Regions from separate parts of the Mus musculus genome. Here all the other regions are linked to region 2. Evidence: chromatin contacts called from public HiCAR-type and promoter capture Hi-C data. All regions are on one chromosome and are shown on one strand. The core of a region is the stretch at or near the end of the contact, and the rest is flanking DNA. Distances in the headings are between cores, read along the strand shown.

Evidence for each region. Promoter capture Hi-C pulls out the DNA fragments that hold promoters and counts their contacts. HiCAR-type assays count read pairs that join an accessible place to other places. Capture Hi-C pulls out chosen DNA fragments and counts their contacts.
Region 1: a promoter capture Hi-C map of liver shows a contact between it and region 2, with 5 times the contacts expected there. The contact joins the promoter of Nipbl here to the promoter of Tars in region 2. A contact is called at or near these places in 3 of 39 promoter capture datasets (the C10 cell line, liver and pre-B cells), 3 of 484 Hi-C or Micro-C datasets (B cells, CD4 T cells and regulatory T cells), 3 of 115 datasets of contacts at active chromatin or transcription factors (astrocytes, embryonic stem cells and thymic regulatory T cells) and 1 of 9 other capture datasets (liver).
Region 3: a contact with region 2 is called in a HiCAR-type map of astrocytes, with 6 times the contacts expected there. The contact joins the enhancer-like site here to the promoter of Tars in region 2. A contact is called at or near these places in 2 of 39 promoter capture datasets (liver and pre-B cells), 1 of 115 datasets of contacts at active chromatin or transcription factors (astrocytes) and 1 of 9 other capture datasets (liver).
Region 4: a contact with region 2 is called in a promoter capture Hi-C map of liver, with 5 times the contacts expected there. The contact joins the promoter of Skp2 here to the promoter of Tars in region 2. A contact is called at or near these places in 12 of 39 promoter capture datasets (the 3T3-L1 cell line, 3T3-L1-derived adipocytes, the C10 cell line and 7 more), 9 of 484 Hi-C or Micro-C datasets (B cells, CD4 T cells, CD8 T cells and 5 more), 7 of 115 datasets of contacts at active chromatin or transcription factors (astrocytes, double positive thymocytes, embryonic forebrain and 4 more) and 2 of 9 other capture datasets (adipose tissue and liver).
Region 5: a contact with region 2 is called in a HiCAR-type map of astrocytes, with 2.7 times the contacts expected there. The contact joins the enhancer-like site here to the promoter of Tars in region 2. A contact is called at or near these places in 1 of 39 promoter capture datasets (pre-B cells), 1 of 15 datasets of contacts at CTCF or cohesin (large pre-B cells), 1 of 484 Hi-C or Micro-C datasets (pro-B cells) and 1 of 115 datasets of contacts at active chromatin or transcription factors (astrocytes).
Region 6: a contact with region 2 is called in a promoter capture Hi-C map of liver, with 6 times the contacts expected there. The contact joins the promoter of Nadk2 here to the promoter of Tars in region 2. A contact is called at or near these places in 7 of 39 promoter capture datasets (the C10 cell line, the SN4741 cell line, hippocampal neurons and 3 more), 1 of 15 datasets of contacts at CTCF or cohesin (large pre-B cells), 2 of 484 Hi-C or Micro-C datasets (CD4 T cells and pre-B cells), 5 of 115 datasets of contacts at active chromatin or transcription factors (astrocytes, embryonic stem cells, large pre-B cells and 2 more) and 2 of 9 other capture datasets (adipose tissue and liver).

Annotation. Positions count from the first base shown.
Region 1 is chr15:8,443,197-8,445,896 of GRCm38.p6, reverse strand. It overlaps Nipbl (NIPBL cohesin loading factor), which reads left to right and starts at 1,434. Exons shown (of 47, transcript NM_027707.3): 1 at 1,434-1,772. LOC102634078 reads right to left here. Exons shown (of 3, transcript XM_017316813.1): 2 at 1,933-2,182; 3 at 34-1,834. The coding sequence ends at 606.
Region 2 is chr15:11,398,298-11,400,997 of GRCm38.p6, reverse strand. It overlaps Tars (threonyl-tRNA synthetase), which reads left to right and starts at 1,340. Exons shown (of 19, transcript NM_033074.3): 1 at 1,340-1,512. The coding sequence starts at 1,459.
Region 3 is chr15:9,099,259-9,101,958 of GRCm38.p6, reverse strand. Nadk2 (NAD kinase 2, mitochondrial) reads right to left here. Exons shown (of 13, transcript NM_001040395.4): 8 at 1,813-1,853; 9 at 1,757-1,811. Among named protein-coding and RNA genes, the nearest start is that of Nadk2, 29 kb to the right of the region's middle. Within about 2 kb of position 1,263, at least 20 of the 459 cell types and tissues checked have an H3K27ac peak or open chromatin away from gene starts, as enhancers often do. A contact at or near this core is called in astrocytes, where this site is marked.
Region 4 is chr15:9,139,073-9,141,772 of GRCm38.p6, reverse strand. Skp2 (S-phase kinase-associated protein 2) reads left to right here and starts at 1,319. Exons shown (of 10, transcript NM_013787.3): 1 at 1,319-1,589; 2 at 2,070-2,341. The coding sequence starts at 1,582. It overlaps Lmbrd2 (LMBR1 domain containing 2), which reads right to left and starts at 1,203. Exons shown (of 18, transcript NM_177178.3): 1 at 1,033-1,203.
Region 5 is chr15:8,627,929-8,630,628 of GRCm38.p6, reverse strand. No RefSeq gene overlaps it. Among named protein-coding and RNA genes, the nearest start is that of Gm46508, 47 kb to the right of the region's middle. Within about 2 kb of position 1,253, at least 66 of the 459 cell types and tissues checked have an H3K27ac peak or open chromatin away from gene starts, as enhancers often do. A contact at or near this core is called in astrocytes, where this site is marked.
Region 6 is chr15:9,069,857-9,072,556 of GRCm38.p6, reverse strand. Nadk2 (NAD kinase 2, mitochondrial) reads right to left here and starts at 1,297. Exons shown (of 13, transcript NM_001040395.4): 1 at 792-1,297. The coding sequence starts at 1,055.

The sequences.
Region 1 (2,700 bases), core at 185-2,684, 3.0 Mb after region 2:
GTCCTATACATCAGTGCATAGACAAGCAAACGATTAACGCTGACAACTTATTTTATTTAAAAAAATATAATATGGTTCCTCCTGAGTAAAATGTGCTTACCTACTGGCACTTTTTACCTGAAGAATTAGCCCCCTTACAATTTATACAAAAACAAACAAACAAACAAGCAAGCAAACAGAAAACTGTGTGGCGATGAAATGCCCTCCGGTTTTACAGTAAGACACTACCATCGGGTACGGTACTGTATTCGTATTCACATTTTGTACTCCAGCCTTGTCCAGAGCCTCTGAGTTTTCAACATACAGAGGAAAACGATGTTTTGAAGTGCGCCGGTGCCGGGGCTCCGGTGCCCGGCGTCAGGATGGCCTGGGCTCCACCCACACCTAGATCGCAGCGCCAGAGCGACCGGCTCCTTGCTTGCACAGCGTCGCCTACAGGCCTTATCCCGACTACCAGGGAGGCAATCAAAACCACCGCCAAAAAGGAAAAAAAAAAAAAAAAAAAAAAAAAAAAGAGGCAAGTCCAGCAGCCCTCTCGTATTTCCAGAAATTAATGCACCACCACCACCACGATCACGATTCCAACTCAGCCAGGCTGGGAGTCTTCACCTCCGAGGACTGTGTTCTTCGCAGAAAATAACCCAGACAGACATAGGATCCGGCCGCTCCCGGGACGATCCATCCATCACGGCTGCGGGAACAGCGTTTGAAAGGTCGGCATCCAACCCGCCGGCAGCGGGAGCTCGGCTTCCCCCCGGGGCCCGGGGCCGGCCAGTCAGGGAGAGCAGCGCGGCCTCGGCTGGCCGCCTTCTCCGGGATTGAGGGTGGGGGGCTATGAGGCCCGGAGCGCCTGAGAAGAGGGAGATCCCGGCCTCACGCCACCACAGCGGACCAGCGCCCGGCTGCTGTCGCCTCGAGGGGGACCAAAAGGAAAAAAAAAAAAAAAAAATCAAGCCGGTCACCCGAGCAACGGCGTAGACGCCGTCTTGCAGAAGCGACCCCACGGGCAGCATCCACGGCCGTCCGTTGCACAGGACAAGGGCACGGAGCAGAACCGCCGCTGCTGCTCCCGCTGCCTCCGCCGCTGTCGCCGCCGCCGCCGCGCCTCCGGAGCCCGCGGGAGCCGGCGCGCTGAGGCAGAGCTGCGAGCCCGAGTGGCGGCGGCGGCGGTGGCGGCGGCGGAAGTGGAGTAGGGAAGAGGGGGTGGTTGTTAGTGTTTGGCGCCGGCGGAGGGAGTCATTCCTGCAGCTGCACTTCCGGTCGGCATTTTGTTCTGAGAGGGAGAGACGGAACGAGAGAGAGAGACACACACACACATACACACACACATACACACACACACACACACATACACACACACACACACACACACTGGGCTCCTTCCCCCCCGCCCGCCCTCCCGTCCCTCCCTCCCTCCGTCGGTACCGACTCACCCGACACCAGCAAAGCCGCCAGGGAGGGACGCCCCCGCCGCCAGGAGGATTGGTTCCCGGGCCCGCGGCGATGCCCCCCCGGTAGCTCGGGGCCCCCGGCCGGGTGTTTGTGTGAGTGTTTCTATGTGGGAGAAGGAGGAGGAGGACGAAGAAGAAGCCGCGATTTGTCTTCTCGGCTGCTCTCCCCCCGGCTCTACATGTTCCCCGCACTGAGGAGACGGAAGAGGAGCCGTAGCCACCCCCCCTCCCGGCCCGGATTATAGTCTCGCTCTCTCGCTCTCTCTCTCTTGCCACCGCGGCCTCGGCCTCCGCTTCGGATTCAGACGCCGATTCGCCCAGGTAAATTCCTGCTCTTTTATTTCGGCGGCGGCGGTGGCGGCGGTGGCGCCGGCGCCAGGTCCCTCAGCGTTTCTCCTCCTCGCTCCCCTCCCCGCCGTTTCCTCAGCGGCCCCGGGTCTCTTCCACGGGGCGAGTCGAGAGAGTGAGTTCGCTCGCTCGCTCCTCTCCGGCGGCAGCCACCCTGGGTGGCGGCGGCGGCGGCGGTGGCGGCGGGGTTCGTAGCCTCTCCCGGCCGGCTTCGGTGACGGGGAACCGGGCTCCCTGCCGGGCGGCCGGGGAGGCGTAGGCCCGGCGGAGAGTGCAGGCCGCGGGCCAGCGGAATCTACTTGAGCTCGGGGATTAGGAGAGCTCCGGGCTGAGCGGAGCGACTGCTGGTCGGTGACAGGCCTCGCCCGGGAGAGGAGCCGTAGCTAGTGAGGAGGCGGAAACAATACAACTATCAGCAAATGTGCCCCGATCGTCCCCCATATTTACAACTTTCCCGGTCCGGGAGTGGGGAACGTCCCAGTGAAACAAACAACCCCCCTTCTTCCCCCTGTGACCCCATGAAGGGAGGAAGTAGTTTCAGTTAGTGAAACAAATGTAAATACTCAGACACGGCTACAGTGGTAATTCTCTGCCAAACTTGTTTGGACGTTTTGGAAAGTTAATAAAGACTGGTTTCCTTTGTAAAAGGATCAAACCGTCCACATGTATATTTAATCTAGAAAACCCTAGCGTTGTGCACACTGCACATCCCCGCCCAGGAGCTTTTATGTTGTTTGACAGAGTGTGTTGCACATGGACTTTTTATTCAAAGACCAAGTAGAAAGAACTTGACAGGTTTACTCCGACACTTTGTATTTGTATCTGTTATGTAAGGATAATTTTAAATGACTACATAAAACTCTCTGGATACTTTTTAGCCTAAACGGGTGCAAGAATACAA
Region 2 (2,700 bases), core at 91-2,590:
TCTAAGGTCCCTCCCTTTGATTCCTGGGAGTCTCTTATACCCACAACAAGGTTGGTGATAGTGATACCTTCAACATTTTTTTTCAGGATTGTTTTAGCCATCGTGATTTTGTGGTGTGTGTGTGTGTGTGTGTGTGTGTGTGTGTATCTAAAACTTAACATTCTACGTTCTGTAAAGAATTGTGTTGGAAGTTTGGTGGCAATTGCTTTGACTTTGTAGATTGCCTGTGGTAGAATGGTAGAATGGCCATTTTTACTGTATTTATCTATGAACATGGGGGGATTTTTATGTTTTCTGAAATTTTCTCAATTTCTTTCTTCATTGTCTTAAAGTTTTTCTTGTACAATCTTTCACTTGTCTTGTTTGAGTTACTCCAAGATAGTTCATGTTTTTTGAGGCCGTTGTGAAATGTATTGTTTCCCTGGACAATATGTTCCTTGGAAATGGGAACCTGCTCCTTGAAGAGTCACCCAGGAGGCATTTGTCACATTCAAGTGGATCTCAGCGAGTTCCAGGACAGCCGGGCTATACATACAGTGAGACCCTGTCTCAATTCTACTCGGCTGGTGTGTGTGTGTGTGTGTAGGTTGGTGGTGGTGTGGACATTGGGTGGACATGGTTGCAAACGCCTGTAATCCTCTAATTTGGGTGGCTATTGCAGAAGGCTCCCAGATTAGCCAGATCTAAATTGCAAGTTCGAGGCTATCCCTGGCTGCACAGTGAAGCAAAGAAAAAACACAGAACAACCCAAAAACTGGCAGCTGCTATTAGGATAAGCAGGCCAACTAGAACTTTCTGCTAAGCATTTTGCTTAAGTAGTAAAAATCTAATCTCGAGCTCCCGTGATATCAATGACTTTTGTGTGGAGTTTATTCCTTCAAGTAAAAAGTTAATTTTATCTCTGTGCCGTCTATGGGAAAACTCCGTGAGACACTGAGAAAGCTTTGATCAATGGCGCTTGTCCCTCAAACAGCAAATCGGTCCTATTCTCATGAGGAAGGCTGAGTCATCGCTTCAGATTATCAGCCAACGTTCCAGGTAGAGCGCATCTGAGATAAACCAGAGCGCCAGAGACCATATCCAGCAATTCCGGGAAACTCAGTCCAAGCAGCTCAAGTTCACTACGGTGGCCGCTAAGGCCATGCAAGCTACAGTCAGAAGGGGAAGAGTGCGCTTGCGCGCCTCACTACACAGTCTGGAACTAATGGGATTTCTTGAAGGGTTCGTCATTCTCGGCTATTCTATTGGCCAAGGAAAGGGAGGACCCGCCTCTCCGCGTAGCCCATTGGCCTCGTGTCCAGGTAGGGCGGGGCCAGGAGTCCCGTTGCATCAGCTGGTTAGCTGGTTCCGCCTGTGGCCACGTGGCGCACGCGCAGTGCGGAATTGTAGGTCTACACCGCCGGCTTGGGGTCTTCTCTGCGGTGCAGCTCACGGGTTTTGTCTCTCTGTGGTCCTTCCATGTCGCAGGAGAAGGCTAGCAGCCCTTCGGGGAAGATGGACGGCGAGAAGCCGGTGAGCAGGCGCCGTGGGGTGCAGAGAGCGGATGTGTTCTGGGAGCCGGCACTGCCCGGCGGGGCAGGAGTGGAAAGTAGCAGGGAGCAGTCGGTATTGGGGGCCCTGGGTAATAAGTTAGGAACTCTTGCTGGCAGGGTCTGGGGGGTGGGGGGGCATCTTCATCCTAGAGATCTGTGAATTGAGACTGAGTGGTTTGCTCAGATAGTAAGCATTTGGGGCTTAGACTCCCGCGCTTGTATTTTTTCACTAAAATAAGCGGGAAGAACATTTGAAGAACTTTTTAAAATCCTAAACTGCGTGGAGCAAAAAGCTCTAGTTAGGAAGGAAAAGCCAGTCCCCGCGATCAGATCCAGTTTGCCCAAGATTGGGTGCTAAATAAGGCTGGATGCCCCCATTGACAGACTGTTTTGAAATTAAAGCCTCTGTCTGCCAGGTGCTGGAAGCGACCTAAATAACTTCACACACATCCCCTTTAAACTTTGCTTTGGGCTGTCACCCACTGGTTAGGAACAGCATTTGTACACTGGCGTGTTTTCTGCCCCACCCCTCTTTTACAGCCAACTGTGCCTGTGTCCCCTGTGTATTTATTTGCCCTGGCACTTAGTCAGGCAGTCCAGGTGGCTACACAAGTTAAGATCGATTCCTGACTTTGGGGGCTCCCCAAATGTGCAGGACTGGAAAATCGTACTTCTCTGATTAGCTTGGTTGAGTTATAGAGAAGCACAGTCAGACTGTTTTATTGGGTTTGGAAAAATGAGGTCAGGTAAATCAGGCAGGGCAGGGCTGTCCAGGTTCAGGGGATGAATTGTGCCCCGGCTGTACAGGGAGAGACGGGAGGGAAGTGCAGCGATTGAGGCTATCAGTATTCTCTACGTGCAGGAGTTTTGTAGGGAGGTGCTATGTATGTATTGTATTGTCAAAAAGTGACATGGCATGGGGGTTTAAGGAACATTGGAAAGGGGTGAGGCCATATGACAGATTGTCTAGGTAACCATTGCTGACGGTTGCTAGGGTCTTCATCAAGAGGAGTTTCCATCCTGATAGGGCAAATCACTAAAATGCTTGTGTATGCGCTTTAAGCTACAGATTTAAGGCGATGAATGACAGGTATACATGGATAGATTTTGTTCCTATTTCCTTATGTTTTTAAGGTGTTTTATGGTTTTATAACTTGGTTACCCCTTT
Region 3 (2,700 bases), core at 14-2,513, 2.3 Mb after region 2:
GGTGAAATTACTAAGTGGTTTATTAAGCTCACCTAACTCCCACCCTATACTCAAATGACAGCAATATGCCCTTTCTTACAGAGCATGCTGGGAAAGACAAGGGCAAGAGTCCCGGGAACCATTTCTAATCCTCACTGTAGACCTCCAAAGATGTGCTTATTACCATTTTCCGTTGAAAAAATATTTCCATGATCAGTGAAGCCTGGTCATTGTCACACTTAGGAGACGGTTAAAAACTAGTTTTGCAATTTATCAGATGATATAATTTTTACAATTTTTGGGGGTGGGATGGGAGATGGGATGCGCACACATATTGCCACGCACATAGAAGTCAGGGAGTAACTTTGGGAGTTCTCTTCTTGCACCATGCGAGCCCTGGGGACTAAACTCTAGTCATGGTGAGCTTGGTAACAAACGCTTCATCCACAGAGCCATCCTGTCATCCCGTCATCCTGTCAGCCCGTCATCCTGTCAGCCCGTCAGCCCGTCATCCCGTCATCCTGTCATCCCGTCATCCCATCATCCCGTCATCCCAACATCCCGTCATCCTGTCATCCCGTCATCTTGTCATCCTAGCATCCTGTCATCCTGGCTCATGAACAAAGGGAAACAATGCCTATGACACAGCAGCAACAAGCAACATCACACAAGCCCAACCTATGAGTGACATTTGACAGGAGATTTATTTTATTTTATTTTGAGGCAGAGTCTTACTATGTAGCCCCCAAAGGCTTCAAACTATCATCCTCTTACCTCAGCCTCTCAAGTGCTGGGATTTTAGGCTTGCCACAACATACAGCTAAGAACTAAACTGACACTGTGTATGCTGTTTTTGAGAGCATCCATTTATTTAAGAAAGATCTGAATAAATACGTAGTAGGCACTATACCCTGCTAACATACAAAACTTGAACAAGAGGAAAACAAAAACATTAGGCACCCTTTAAAACCCCTAAAAATGCCCAAGGCATCGACATGTTAGCCTAGTAACCGTGCTCTGCCAGCTCTGCCAGCGAGAAGGTGCTGAAGGATGAAGGGCACCACCATTGTGCTTTTGAAAGAAGGCTAAGTTAAGGATGACTGCCTACAGAGAACTGCACTTGAAGGCTGGGCGCTTTCACACTGAATGGAAAGTATTTAGAAATCCAGAGCAAGAAGATGAATTGAACAAAAGCAAAGGCTAAAGGAGAGAAAGGTGTGTGCAGAGAATGACAAGCAGGCTGCGGTGTCTGCAGACCTCTGATGGGCAGGGTGAGGGTGAGGGCCCGGAGAAAGAGGACAATGTCGGCAATGGCAACACTTGCCAGGGTGTGGGTGTCACACCAAGCAGTCTGTACACAGCACCAGCCAGTGCTAAAGCAGACAATGCAGGAGAAAAGGAGGCCAGGCACAAATAGCTACTAAAAAACCATGATGCCCAGACCCAAGTGGCAGCAGCAGAGGCTGAGAAAGCTGGTTCCGATTTGGGAACGGCAAGGATCTGAAGTGATGTGTGCGGAGGGGAGAGCAAAAGGTGGCAAGGAGGACAGAGTAATGTTTTTCCTCTAGAGGAGGAGTCTGGGTAATTCGTGGCAGAGGCAAACGATGCATGGAAGACAGGGAAAACCCTGCAGACAGGAAGGTGAGCTTTAAACTGCAGACCCACAAGCTGCTGTCCTGCACACTAGAGGACACGGACACACCCACATAGGATAGAACATACATTCTGTTGCTGAAAGAGGCTCGCACACTGACAGGGAGCAGCCCACGCTACTCACCAGGCCTTCGATCCTGTCCCAGTGCACAAATTGAGCCCTGAGCTCTTCTGCTTCTCCCCATGGGCCGTCATCGACTGAAATTTCATAGTAGGAAGCCCTAGGGAATGAAAGCAGAGAACTCTGTTCACTGAGCTGTGTGAGGCCCTCACAGTTCATGAAATTTAAGTAAATCAGCTTGACCAAGACATATCTGACTTGGCAGGCATAGACATCGATCGCCATGCTAATTCCAGTCCTGATTGCAGGAAAAACTTGAAGGAAGCCCATTGGCTTTTCTCTATGGCCTCCTGATCTACATACCCCTTCCTATCCAAAGGTTAGTGTTGTAGACAGGCCTCGTACAGTTCTCCATCAATGCCGCTCTCGTGGGACCTAACGTGGCGCCTCCTTTCAGAATTCAGTCAATTGCATCCTTAGGTGCCTTTCTTGGTACCTGTTCTCTCTATACCTCATTCTTTGTGTGAAATTCTTTTTTTTCCTTATCTTTTTTGTTTTTTTGTTTTTTCGAGACAGGGTTTCTCTGTATAGCCCTGGCTGTCCTGGAGCTCACTTTGTAGACCAGGCTGGCCTCGAACTCAGAAATCCGCCTGCCTCTGCCTCCCGAGTGCTGGGATTAAAGGCGTGCACCACCATGCCCAGCTTAGAAGTCTCATTTCTTGAACAACTGACATGTTTTAGAATATTCCATAAATATGAAATCAAATGAACATATGCTATTCTTTAAACACAGAGTGGATGACAGAAAGAACGTCTGAAGTAAAACCCTACTGTGTAAACTTCCTTCAAATAATGGAGTCATGGACAAACACTGGACTGTTGCTTCAACAAATTACAAAGTTGAAATCTCAATACGATACAGGTTTTCAAAGGAGGTTACTACACACACCTGCACACACTAACCTAGACTACCTCAGTCTAACCCTTCAACTTCTCCAAGTTCCCAA
Region 4 (2,700 bases), core at 70-2,569, 2.3 Mb after region 2:
CTTTATACACTATTTCAGAAGGTCTCACTTTAGATACTTTCCATAACAAAACTGTGACTACATACTTATTCTCCTAGTCTTTCTTTTCAAGTAAAACCAATTTGCAAAAAGGTCTTTTTTTTTTACACCAATCTCACTCACAGGAACTAAAAGTTCATGAATCTCTTCCTCTCAAGAAGTAACTGATGCAAAGATTATGCTAGAAACAAAGACAAAACTGAGCATGAAGGATTTAATTCCACTATAAAACGAATCTTGCTCTCTCCACAAAGAAACACAAGTGTATGCAATCTAACATACTAAACCAATATTCTAATGTTTTTGATGAAGGTGGCCTGCTTTTTTCTCAACTCTATAAATCTTCATTTTTACTGGACTAGAAATGCATCCCCCTACCCTCTCCCCTGTTGCACAGTTTGCACACCTGAATTTTGCATGGTCATTCTAATCTAATCGCCCCCGACCTCTTCAGAGGCTAAATTAGCATAGTTTCTAGGCAGAGAGATTCTAGGACAGGCTGTGGATTGAGTCAGAGGCACCTAAACAGCTTTCAGGGTGGTCTCTCCTTGCAAGCGGAGCCTCCCTTTTTCCCTTTGGTATTTGGGAGACTCATCAAGGATCCAAGAGGATGCACGCGGGAACCACTGCTGGCTCCTGCCGCCTTAAAAATAAACCATCGCTCCTCTTGGAGCTGCGCTTTAGCTCGAAAAAGGCTTCCCCTCGCACGCTGATTTGATCTTCAGTGCCAGCCCATGAGGTGTGCCGCGTCCTCGAGCCTAGTTTACAAGTGAGGAAAGGATCGCGTCCACAGACCCAGTCCTAAGGGCCGCCCACTGCCAGGTGGAGGAAGGCGAATGGCAGGAGTGCCACCCGCAGCCTCTCACCTGGCGGGCCATCGAGACCCCGGAGATGGGCCTGGCGGCGGCGGCCACTCACCATCTGGAACTCCCCCCAAGTCTATGTCCGCCAGGGACTGGGCCGGGACCCCAGACCCTGACGCACCTCACGCGTCCCCGCCCCCCTCACGCTCACCGTCGGACCTCGCCAGACAGCGTCTGGAAGGGACTCAGAAGCTTCGCGTCCGCCGCAGCCTGCCGGGGTCACGGATCCTTCAGTCCCGGGCGACCGTGGCGGTGATCACCCGAAGGCCCGTGAGCTCCGGGAAAAGGAAAACCTGCTCCCAGTCAATCGGCTGACATTTCCCAGCCAGCCGGAGCTCCACCCACTTCCGCCTGCCTGTCCTCCTCCTCCTCCTCCTCCTCCTTCAATCCCGCCCGGCGCCGCAGGGAGTTGTGGGTATCTGGAGGGTTGGTCCGAAATCAGAGTGGAAGAACCCAGGCAGGACTACGAGCTAGGCTCGGAACTACAATTCCCAGCAGGCAACGGGGCGTCAGAAGGCGGCTGCTGGAGAGCGGGATGCAGAACTCCGCGCGCGCGGTGGTGATGGAACGTTGCTAGTTCGCGGGTCCAACTGCTGGGGCCCCGGGGATCACTCTAAGCCGAGCGCTAAAACAGGAGTCTGGAAGGCAGGCAGCGCTTCAATTAATTCAAGCATTCAAAACTCCTGAATCAGTGGACACCATGCATAGGTAAACCGATTGCAAAAAAACCGGACAAAACATGAATGAACCGTTTGAATTCTTTTAGGCCGCGAATGTTGCTTCTTGTTCAAATAATCTGGTTATGTGAATGTTTGCTTAGAGAAAAAGGATGGATGAATGCTTTAGTGCGAATATCAATGTGGAGTTTAATTTGGCTTCCTAATTAAGTTTTCCTTCCTCTACTTTGAGTCATGGTATCAGTGCCGTCCCTCTTTTTCCCTCCACGGGAAGAAATTATTGAGGCCTTCTGCGTGACCATAAATCCCAAAGCCTTTCAAAGTATATATGTTCCCGATTTTTCTCTTTCATTCTTGTATTTCTCTCGCTTGTAGGCACGTTTAAAAAATGCAGTACTGTCACTTGCTGGGACTTTTCTCCACTCCATTCTTTACTCTTCTTTCATGCCTACCTTGGAATTATTTAGGGGTGTATTTTCAAAAGGAATAGAGAATGTCTGCCCTTCTGCAGGAAGCACCTTCAGGAGATTCCGGACCAGAGTGGCAACGTCACCACCAGCTTCACGTGGGGATGGGATTCCAGCAAGACTTCTGAACTGCTATCAGGCATGGGTGTCTCGGCCTTGGAGAAGGAGGAGGTGGACAGTGAGAACATCCCACATGGACTGCTCTCAAACCTCGGCCACCCCCAGAGCCCTCCAAGGAAACGAGTCAAGGGCAAAGGGAGTGACAAAGACTTTGTGATCATCCGTCGGCCGAAGCTTAGTCGGGAGAACTTTCCAGGTAATGCACAACACTAAGATCCAAACTGTATTGTAATGGGTTGAACTATTTTGTTTTAACTAAATTCGATTGAATTATTTCCTTGGGGAATCTTTTTGGATCGGTGCCTAAAATTGCCTAGTTTTGGTGCCTAAAATTGCCTAGTTTGGAAGTGTGGCAGTGAAATGGATTCCAGTCATTAAGTCTTCAGGAATCTTGGTTGGTCTTTATCTTGTGGTCAACAATTGACTTGAAGCTTTTTTCCTGCCCTTTTCCTTAGAAAGGAATCTTCCTGCTCAAAGTCCAGCTCAGTACACTGACATATGGGAACAGAAGCAGGGATCTTAGAGGGTCCCCTTTTGTCTCTATATACTTCTTTG
Region 5 (2,700 bases), core at 4-2,503, 2.8 Mb after region 2:
CTGGGAGCACTGAGCTGATCAAAACGGTCTCGGCCAGGAACACCTATCTGAAGACTACCACCCAGAGCCACTGCATTCAAACAACAGGATCCCAAAGCCGGCTTGCTTTTAAACCTAGGAGAACTATGCCAAACAAACAGAAAGCACAGCTGTCCTAAGGAAAATGTCACGCCAGGCATAGTAAACTTATGCCTGTCCTTATACTTCAGCAGGTTGAGGCCAAAGTACCACAAGATTGAAACCAGTTAGGACTACCTAATGAGATCATGTCTCAACCTGAGAGAGAGAAAGGGGTGGGGAGAAAAAAGAGAGAGAGAGAAATGTTTCCTGAAACTTAAAGACCTTCAGATGTTGTTTAATCCCAAATCTGGACCCAATTGGTTAATCTATGTCATAATATACCTGACTTCTCAATCGGCTTGCAAAAGTCGCTGGACCTCGGTGATCCCTTCTGTACCTGTGGAGGTCAGATAAAGTCGCCATCCCCAAACCAGCTTTCTCATTGAGTTACCATGTTAAAAGGAATGCTCATGAAGTGAGCGCTAGTTAAATGGCACATAAAGAAGTTCAACTTCTTTATCTCGGATGTATGTAATTATTCACTTTGCAGAAGTGGTAAATGAATAAACGGGACACATATACATCATTTATATACATGTGTGTTCATCAAATTCTCAGCTCAGTTCTTGGCACTCTGGACGGCTCTTGAAATGTTTATAACGAAACGGGCCAGTGAAGACAGAGAGGCTTCGCGGTCCGCAGATGTGATGGATGGATGGAAGCAAGCCCGCGAGAAGCTGCAAGAACTGCTGTCTTCTGGGAGGGAGGCTGGAAACCAGACTCTCCGAAATCTGACAGAGCTCTTCTGGAGGGGCTCCGGGCGCTGCACCGGGGCAGAGCAGATTCCCCTGCCAGTGTCTGCGATGCTTTTGTCAGTGCTGGCTCTCTCTCAGCAGCCCTGCGCTGCATGGTGGTTTTGTGAAGCGCATAATTCGACACTCCGGGGAGACCACCCAGCTTCCTCTCCCAGAGTCTCCCAGGGAACAAAACTGTCCCTCTGTGTGCCAGTGACCTCCCCCTCTGCCGGCCCCCTTCCCACTGCTGTCCCCCACCCCCACCTCCCAGCCAAGGGGAAATGGAAAAGCCAGTCAAACCTTCCCTGGTGGGAACCAGGAGATTTGCTACTAAAGCAGCCCAGAGAGGAGGCCACTCTAAGCCTGGGATACTGCTGCCACCCTGTGGCAAGGACCTCCCGACCCAGAGCGGCCCACACCGTATAAACCACCCAACATTCTCTAGAAACTCCTCAATGATGGGCTCCAGGAGGGCTGTGGAACGAGAAACAGCTCAGAAGCCCGAATGAAAAGTGAACTTGAGTAAGTCCGTGTCTGCGGTGTGATTCCCAGTGTGTAGGACGGGATGGATAGTAACTGGGAACTTACAGGAAAGGCTAGTTCCCCAGGCCCCATCCAGGGCTCTGGAAGGTAGAACCCAGCAGTGTGCTTTAACAAGACTGTTGCGCGCCAAGGTTTTAGAACGTCTGATCCAGAGTCTGAAAAGGCAAGGACCACGAAGCTAACCACCAGCGTCCTTATCTCTTCTTCTCTGGCCCTAAACCTCCCCATGTCTCTCTTCGTGCATTTTAATTTCCTAGGATTGTGGCAGAATAGATACAAAACAAAGGAAAAGTCACCGATGTGCATACATGCTTACTGGTTCAAAGACTTACTGATGCTTTAATTAAAATTTAATTTTTTAAATTTAATTTAAAAATAAATTTATTGCTGGGCAGTGGTGGCACATGCCTTTAATCCCAGCATTTGGGAGGCAGAGGCAGTCAGATTTCTGAGTTCAAGGCTAGCCTGGTCTACAAAGTGAATTCCAAGACAGCCAGGGCTATACAGAAAAACCCTGTCTCGAAAAAATAAAAAATAAAAATAATAATAATAAAATAAATTTATTATTTGAGGTAATAAAATTTTTTGTCGTACCACTCAACCCATCGAGAAAACTCAGATCCTTCATTTATTTGCCAGGTATTTATGGAGTGTCAACCTTATCTCAGGCACATTAATGTGCACTGTAGATAAACCTACCCCTCCCTCCACCACCACCCCCACTCCAGAGCTCTATTTTATTCAGGTGTAAAATAGATTTTCGAAGACTAAACTATGTCACCTCCAATGTTTGTATATTGGAACTCAACCCCAGTGAACATGTATTTGGAGAGAGAGCAAGCTCAGAGCAAAGGCCACGTGTCTGAAAGCCAGAAAAGACCAGCTCAGAGGTCAAACATGCGGGTGCGCCAAGGGCTTTCGGCCCCCAGACTGTGACCAATAACTGTGTGTCCTTTAAGCTGCCCAGTCCGTGCTGTTGTGTTAAGGCAGCCCAAGCAGATTAAGATGTAGGACAGGTATAGTCAATGATGGGAAGCACACCAGTGCAGGGTGACGTTCGGAGAGGAACTAGAGAACTTTAAGGACGGGGTAGTCAGGGAGGCTACCCGGGCAAGTCTCCTGTAAAAGATCTTAAGGAAGTAAGGCACCAGCCTTGGATTCATAGGAAAGAAAAGGCTGGTGGTAAAACACCTCAGGTGGGCATTGGTGGGCTTCCCCGGGGGAGGCAAAGTACCACAAGGAGGCAGTGTGGCAGAATGGGGGATGGAGCCAGACAAGGACCAAGGGTCCACTTGAGAGGGTC
Region 6 (2,700 bases), core at 48-2,547, 2.3 Mb after region 2:
AAAGCCTTCGGGTGTCTGGAGTCAACAATTACAGGCATAACTGTGGGGGGGGGGGTTCCTAAATAAATTGCTAACAGCCCATTTCCCAAAAGTTACTGGGTAGCACAAAATCAATTTTTTTTTTCAAAAATGGGGAAGCTCGAACTCTGGGTTTAATCCTTCCCACACACACACACGCATGGCATACCTGGCAACGCTATTAGTAAATACACCAAACACGGTGTATGGCGGAGGCCCTGTTACTTCAGGGTTCATGCCTTCTCCCCATTAGCCGGCATACTTGTTCCTTTTCTGACCTTCCAACACAAAAACCCATCTCGGGTCAGCTTTCCTGCCTCGCTGTCCCAGGTGCTTGCTTTTCAAGCAGTAAGAGACCCTGAAGGGACAGGCGACCACAATCCAGCAGGGCTTTCCCTGGCCAGGCCTCTGTCCCCAGGCGAGAAGGGGGTGTGACCGCGGCACTTCGGCCCTCTCTCCGCCACCAGTGGCTGTGCTGGAGAATTTCCTTTCTCCCGGTGGTCTGGGGAGAGGTCCCCAGGACAAACAGGGCGAACAACCCTCATCTTCTCAGCGATGGGAGTCCGTGCTACCGAGGCGGGGGCGAGGACACACGTGGCTTCCCAAGTCCCGGTCCCAGGAGCCCCCTCTAAGGCAGGCTCAGGGCGCCCCAGTCCCATGCCCGAGGGGCCCCACAGGCAATCGGAGGAAGGTTGTCGGGCTTTGGGGGTGTCCTGTGGCCCGTCGCCCCCCACCCCCACCCCGAGTACCGGCCGTCCCCCGCCAGGACCCACCAGCTGCTTCAGGTCCTCCTCCGAGAGCTCCGCGTAGCGGTACCGCTGCTGCTCGAACTCGTAGCGGGTGGTTTTCGCCACCACCACCACCCGCGAGGGGCGGAAGCCGCCGTCGGCGGGGCTACCACCGCCCGCCAGCTCGCGCGGCTGCCCGTGCCCCAAGTGCCGCCGGCCGTCCGCGCCCGAGCCCGAACCCCGCAGAGCCGCGCGGCCACCCGCCACGCGCCGGCAGCTGCCCAGCAGGAAGCCCCGGTAGCAAGTCATGATCCGCGGGGCCGCGGGTGCAGGCTCGCGCTCCCTGCCGCCAGCACCGCGCCGGCCGCGCACAGGTTAAGTGCGGGGACGTGCGTGGAACGCGCCGGGGGGGGGGGGGACGTGCCCAGACGCACGCGAGGGCGGAGAGGCCCCGGGAGGCCCCGGGAGGCGGGGATCCGGGCTGGCCCCCGGGCAGTGGGTTTTATTTGTTTGTTTATCCGTTTTCTTGGGCGCCTGCGCAGTGGCCTCTCGGCCCGGCCCCACCTCCCTCTTCACCCTTTCAGGGAGGCCGCTCTAAGCCCGCCCCCGGGCCAGATCTGTCAGCTAATCAGAGGTCGGGAAGGTTTGGGAGCCCGAGGGGCTGCGGGGATTGGCTGGGGCTGGGAAAGGGACGAAATTCTATTTGGCTTTCGAGCTGCCCGAAGAAATCCAGTTGGAACTGGTCTGGGCGGCGTTGGGGGTGCAGGCGGAGTTTTGAGCGCCTGGCGGGAAAGCAAGTTTCTTGCGCATCTTCCTCTAGTTGCTTTCATTTTTGCTTGCTTTCTGGGTAGTTGGTCATGCTCGTCTAGGGTAAATTTTAACCAGTGTCTGCTGGATGGCTGATGTGGCCGTCGCTGGAGTAAGAGCTGGGGGCGGTGACCTCGCTCCAAACGGCTTCGTTTTGCAGGGCCTGATGGCAAATAAAGATGCCGAGCCCTTTATTAGAGAGGAATTAGAGCTAACCGAGAAGGATCACAGAGCATTAGCCCGAGCTCCGGTGACCACCAAAAGACCACCAGCCTAGAGAGGCAGTGCTGTCAGGGAGAAAGGAGGAGGATAATGAGGGAAGGAGTCTTGTCTAGTCCTGTGTGTCTGTCTAGACCGCGAGATAAGGTTGGAAAGCTGTGTAGGACCAGACTGAAGGGTTAAAAATGTTTTGCACTTTATCCTGTAGGCAAGCTCAGAGCAGTGTTTGATGATTATTGATCTGACTTTGGAATGTTGGGTAGGTAGTCCTTGAAGCTAGAGCAAGGGAAGTTACTGAGTCTGTGGGAACAGTTACACAACCATAGAGATGTAGGCTGATTAAGAATAAAAGGGAAAGCTACAATGAAGGGAAAGTCATAAGACAGGGTAGGTGGCCACTGCCCTGAGGTCCTTGCTGTGGCGTCCTTTCCTTTGCGATCCTGGCACTCCCAGTAAGTGGCCTCTGGATTCCGGGCATGCTATTTCATGTTTGTGACACTCAGATGCCTCTGTGATATCGAACCTGTTTTCTCTTTCACGTCACAGAAAACTACACTTTTGACTCCCACTTCTAGCTGGAAACATCTCAATGGGATATCCTAGTCAAATCTTATTTTGGATCCTTTCTTCTGCCTCTTCCAAAACATTGCTTCATTACACCATCCTCTCGGATGTGTCTTGAATTCTCTCAGGAAAACCCCTGCTGGGTTTTCCACTTCAGTCCTTAAGATTCCCATGTCTAGGACATTTAAAACTTTAAAGATTGAAAGAGCCTTCTACACCCCAGTTGTTTACCTGTTCCCTAACTCCCACTTACTGATATATTCAGCGGTTCTCAACCTCTGGGTCATATATCCGATGTATGTATATCCGATATGTTCATTATGTTTCATCACAGTAGCAAACTTACAATTCTTTTTTTTTTTTT